Regions from separate parts of the Mus musculus genome. Here region 1 is linked to region 2. Evidence: chromatin contacts called from public HiChIP or PLAC-seq data. All regions are on one chromosome and are shown on one strand. Each heading gives the region's core, a stretch centred on a gene start, on an enhancer-like site or on the middle of the called end of the contact. The rest is flanking DNA. Distances are from core to core; before and after follow the strand shown. Region 1 overlaps Gm46298 (a long non-coding RNA gene). Region 2 overlaps Cep112 (centrosomal protein 112).

Region 1 (2,700 bases), core at 115-2,614, 270 kb after region 2:
TGGAGCGTAGGCTCAGATTACACTTGATAGATAAAACTGCCAGCCCCAGCCAGGCAAGACAGCTATCCTGTGAGTGCTTCCTGTGAGTGCCATCCAGGGTCCATCCACTCCTGCTTGAGGCCAAGCACTGGTGAAAACTTATTAAGAAAATGTCCCTGGCCTTGGGCTGTTACAGCCCGGCAGCAAAGCCACCCGGAGTAGAAGCCTGTCCCTGACGACTCCTCTCATCTCACACAAAGCTTGCCTCTGAAAGCAACATGAAAGATAAGCCCTTTTCTTGGTTTCTAAGGTAAGATTTCGGTTTTGGCCTGCAGCTCTTTCTGGGAAAAAAAAATCTCTTGGTAAATTCAGGTGTAACTCCAACTAGTGATTAAAATCCCCTTTTCCCAACTGCAGAAATATATCCTAGAAACAAACCAAGCCCTCCGAGATGTAAAGGAGGCATTCCCCCCAAAAAATATGGTCAGTGACATTCAACCCACCAAGTCCGCAACCCCTAAAGGGGTCAAGCCCCACCCTACCCCTGAGTCCCCAGCCTCTGCTTGCCCACTGCATGGTCATCCAGACAGCTTGCCACCCAGCCAGGTCCAGCATAAATTGCACACCAGAAGACAGGGTTAGCTCTTCCTGAACCGATAATTAAAAATATTTTGTGTGTCCTATCTTCCTGTGGAGAGGAAAAACCAGCAGCGCATTCTTAGAAGCGTTTTAGAATAACCCAGGGCATTTGCAGACTCTTTAAAAAAAACAGCCCCTCCATAATGGTTCCCCCCCCCCCCTTCTACTGGAAACACCCGCAAGCCTCTTCCTTGGCGGTGTGCGAAGATTAGAAAAGCGCTCTCAAGTGGAAAAGCACACGGGGAAGAGAGATTACGACGATGCCCAGTGTGGGCCGATTTAGGCTTAAGGTGCTTTTTAAATCTTTTCATTTCTACGCAGGACGTTGAGCGTTTGGACTCTTGGCAGGAAAGCAAATGAAACCCTCCGGTCCAACTCAAATTCCCTCCAAGGCCTACACAAATCATATTATAAAGCAGCTTTTATAGATCTGCAATAATTACGCTTAATTCGAAGATGTTTGTTTTCTGTTAAGCTAACCGTTAGCCTTCACGTTAATTGGGAGCAGACACATCCCAGACTCGTGAGCACCTTGACCTAACAGATTATTCGTGAGCATCTCTGTATCGAGTGGGAAATCTTCACAACCCGCGACACCCTCCACCTACCCCACCCCTGCCCCCCCCCACCCCATCCCATCCCCCAACAGTTGTTTTAGCAGTTTACATTTCTAAGGCGTCTCATTGGCTGGGACTGAGCACGTGGGTCTCTCAGCTGGTAAGCCCCTCTCGGTCTCTGTTCCAATCCTCCTATGGATGGGTGCACCCCGTGGTTCACTTTGAGTGGCGTGCCCACATCTGTGACCCCTCTGCTTCCTTTAAATCCAAGAAATGGAGGAGTGACCTAAAAGAAATGAGGGCCGAGGCTTTCAAGGATTACTCTCTCAGAGAAAAAGTTCAGTCCCTGGGAGAAAAAGAGCCCTGGGCCTTTGGAGAAAGTATGAGAAACATTTTGATCTTTTCACATAAACCTCTCTACTTTTCCAAGCCCGCTGCCTTCACCCCACCCCCCTCGCCAGAGCGCTAGCCAGCTGAGTGTGTGGATAAGAAATAAAAGCCCGAGACTGGGTCCATTTGGAAGCAAAACCTCAACAGGATCATTTCCAATCGGATATCCTAAGCCTCAGCCTTGAGGTCTCAAAGCAGTCTGTCCTTCCCGGCGCAGACTAAGGGCCCTGCTTCAAGTAAGTCCCGGGAACAGGAGCCCTCTTCCACAGAGCACTAGAAATCCCAGGCCCCAGAACCCCGGGGGTGGAGGGGGTCGGTGAAGGGGGGGGGGCGCTCTGGGTTCTCAGCTCCAACAGCCAGCAGACCTGGCTAGTCCTGTTTGTCTCACCCCTCCCAAGTCTCCTGGGCTGGACATCTCAGCTCTGTGACAACACTACAGAAGGAGCCTTTGGCTTTGTGGTCAAAAACTTTGTCAGGGCCCAGAGCAGATGGAGAAGGGAGCTTTCCAGATGTTGCGCACAATAAAGAGAGTTTTTATTTTATTCTTTCTTTCTTTTTTTTTTTTTTAAATGAGGATCGGGGGAGTCGTAACAGGGCAAAACGTGAGTTTGGCAGCCCCTCCGCCGGCCGGCCGTGTACTGTGTGTGCGGCAAGGGGGTGCGGGGTGCAGGGTCCGGGTTGGGAGAGGCTCCTGCACCCGCAGCCGGGCGGGCTGTGCCTCGTTACTGAGGTGGCTCCTTGCACCTTCTAACGCCACTGGAAAACTGCAAAAGAAAGGCTCTTCCCCTGGCGTTTTCATCTTCCCCGTGTAGACAAGCATTCCAAATGGGATTAAGTGAAGAGGAGAAATGAAACATTTCCAACGTTAGTTAGAGCGCACACCGTTTTTCTCTCACCCCTCACCCTTCTTCTTCTTCTTCTTCTTCTTCTTCTTCTTCTTCTTCTTCTTCTTCTTCTTCTTCTTCTTCTTCTTCTTCTTCTTCTCCTTCTCCTTCTCCTTCTCCTTCTCCTTCTCCTTCTCCTTCTCCTCCTCCTCCTCCTCCTCCTCCTCCTCCTCCTCCTCCTCCTCCTCCTCCTCCTTCTTCTTTTTTTTTTTTTTTTAACAGAGAAGCGGGCAGCATAATGATCCTGAAAC
Region 2 (2,700 bases), core at 38-2,537:
AGATAGCGATTGGTGGGAGATGTTTCTGCTGCTACTACACACTAGAGATTTGTGGTTAACCTTCATCAATATTGTGAGGTCAGTTTCACAGATCAAATCAAATTGACATGAGAGAAGTCTTTGGATGAGTGGACGCCCTGAGCCCTTCCTCTCTTGGATGTGAGCAATGTGCTCACCAGCATTTACTCTCAGCACCACAAGCCTTTCTTTTAAAGTAAACTGATGTCAAATTGTAGTTGAGGCTGCAGTGTTTTCTCCTCTGCACCTCTGTCTCCTCAGAACCCTATGGTGGCCTGTGGTTGTTTAGATTGAGCTCTGGAATGCTTTTAAACATTAATTAGCTTTGACATGACTTGTGCACAAATTAATTATTCAGGCACATATTGTTCTGAGTGCATGAAAAGAAGGAAGCTGTGGTGGAACACATCCTAACTACCACATGTGAACTGTAATGTTACAAGCAATCTGACTATTAAAGAACAAAAGCTGGCAGCAATAGCTGCTCTGCCTTGAGCCAGTCCCACAAAATTAGCATAAATATGTGAGGTAATCAGAAGAGTTTGGGACTTCCTAGCAAAGTGTCCTTATTCTTATCTAGTTCTAAAAGAATGTGAAATAAACTATTCATTTAACCAAGTATAAAAATATGTCTGCTATGCAGTTATCATCATGTGTCATTAATCTGAAAATACTGCAGAAGCTCTGACAAATTAAAAACACAAGGATGTGTCTGCAAGGGTTTCTGCAGCCATTACAAAGCCGCTTCACCTCTTAGGCGAGCTCTTTTATGGCAACTTCTTGCTCAGTGTACTGACATCTTCAAAGGCTTTGACATCTGTCGGCCTTTGAACTACCATTAAAAAATATTATCCCATTTCCATTCTTTTATGCCCATTTTTTTAATTATAGCCCTTCTTTCAAGTTGGGAACATGGTTGGTTTAAATGATGCTGTCCTTTCGTTTTCAGCCACCCAGCTGCGGTTTGAATAAATTGATGTAGAATCAAAGGCGGGACTTTAAAGGAAAAAGGTTTGATGGACTTGGACTCCGAACCAGATGAGGTTTTATGATGAAAAGGGTTTAATCCCAGCACAGGCATCGCTTCTATCAGCTGAACACTACAAAGCAATTCATATATATAGGTTCCCGCGAAATGATCTATTTTTTTTAACAGCACAGATCTCTTCAGGACTTGCAAATGTGGCATTAGCTAATATTCAGAGAGCTGATTCCCTTTCATCCACCAGAAGCTTATGATTATGGTACAGTTCTCGAATTGGAAATGAGAGCTGCAACACAGATTTAAAGCTGTGCTGTCTGATTTGTATTCAATATACATGTCACTGCGGGACAGGCTAGTCTGGGCCAAGCCGGTTCAATACAAGGAAAAACAGTTTCATCATCTGAGATTCTTGGTCGGAAATATCACCAGCTAATTAAAACAGCAGGCCCATGACTATTAGCGAGGTGTTTGGCTGATTGGAATCTCTTACGATTTGACAAGAAGGGTTGGAGACCAAGCTTCTCTGCTGTTTCATAGCCTCCTTGCAGTGTTATTGTGTGCAAGCATATTTCAGGCTAATGAAGTCAAATCGATGAACCCAAACTATTTTTACACTTGATCTTAGCCAAAAGGCCGAGAAGCGATACCCAAACTATTTTTAAAGGGAAAACAAATTTAAAACACTTAACTTTGCATTAAATAGTTTTCCTTATCTGATTATTGATCTGGAAAAGAAGCCATTTGTGACAACAGATTCTAACTTTGTCTATATACTACTGAATAATAAACAGTACCTTGAGCTATACAGCTAAGTAAGTGAGTACTTTAGGAAAATTATAAATGTATAATGTATATTTGAGTCCACTTTAAAGTCAAAACTGATTCTTTTAATGTTCTGGGATAAATAATAATGTATTAACAAATTTTCTCAAGATAATGTGTACCTGTGTTGTATTAGTAATTTGTAATCTATTTCTCAGAATAATATGTTTTTTTCATTTTCTTAGAAGATTTGGTGTTGTTTGATGATACATAACTAATAATTCTGTAGTACTTTTCATGTTCTTAAATAGAACTTCAATTTTAACTATAAATTAAACTATGAACCACAGTTAGAACAAATTCTTAATGAGTATAATGTTAAACTAGCAAAGCATAAACCCTTTGGAAAAACTTGTATTGGTGGAAGTCAATGGGATACCACAGATTCTAGAATTCTTTTTCTTTTCTCCTTCAAAAAAGGAAGGAATAGAACACTTGCGAGCAGACTTAGCAGTGAATACATTTTCTCTAACTCCCGTTCTGCAGACACATGGTGTTCACTGGATCTCTCAGAAGTTAGAGCTCTCATGGTGCAGCCCTCACTGCTTTGCCTTTAGGCCTCTTTAGGTCTGCGTGTCACTCACTGACTACAAGTAGGCCACCTTGCATGACAATTCTTCCCTTGCCTGGGCTGTCTTCCCTGCCCACCACTAACTCCATCCTACTGACTGACTCCTGGGTCTTCCACTGAGGCCCTAAGTTTCCTGCTGTTTCCTCTTTTTCAACTTTCTTTTGTTTTTTTGCCATCAGCTCTGTTACATTCATTGTTGGAAGCCAAGCCCTTAACTTTTTCTCTCCTCATGCTTCTAGGAAGTGGTCACCACCATTTCATCGATCTTAAGAAACAGCTATGTGCTAAAACCTCCAATTGCCCA

What was found. HiChIP or PLAC-seq counts read pairs in DNA pulled down with a chosen protein or histone mark.
Region 1: an H3K4me3 HiChIP or PLAC-seq map of embryonic limb bud shows a contact between it and region 2, with 4 times the contacts expected there. The contact joins two enhancer-like sites. A contact is called at or near these places in 1 of 484 Hi-C or Micro-C datasets (uterus), 2 of 115 datasets of contacts at active chromatin or transcription factors (embryonic limb bud and forebrain) and 1 of 9 other capture datasets (adipose tissue).

Annotation. Positions count from the first base shown.
Region 1 is chr11:108,889,842-108,892,541 of GRCm38.p6, forward strand. All of the region lies in intron 2 of Gm46298 (a long non-coding RNA gene), which reads right to left. Among named protein-coding and RNA genes, the nearest start is that of Gm46298, 20 kb to the right of the region's middle. Within about 2 kb of position 1,365, at least 103 of the 459 cell types and tissues checked have an H3K27ac peak or open chromatin away from gene starts, as enhancers often do. A contact at or near this core is called in embryonic limb bud and uterus, where this site is marked.
Region 2 is chr11:108,620,339-108,623,038 of GRCm38.p6, forward strand. All of the region lies in intron 20 of Cep112 (centrosomal protein 112), which reads left to right. Among named protein-coding and RNA genes, the nearest start is that of Gm51924, 51 kb to the left of the region's middle. Within about 2 kb of position 1,288, at least 23 of the 459 cell types and tissues checked have an H3K27ac peak or open chromatin away from gene starts, as enhancers often do. A contact at or near this core is called in embryonic limb bud and uterus, where this site is marked.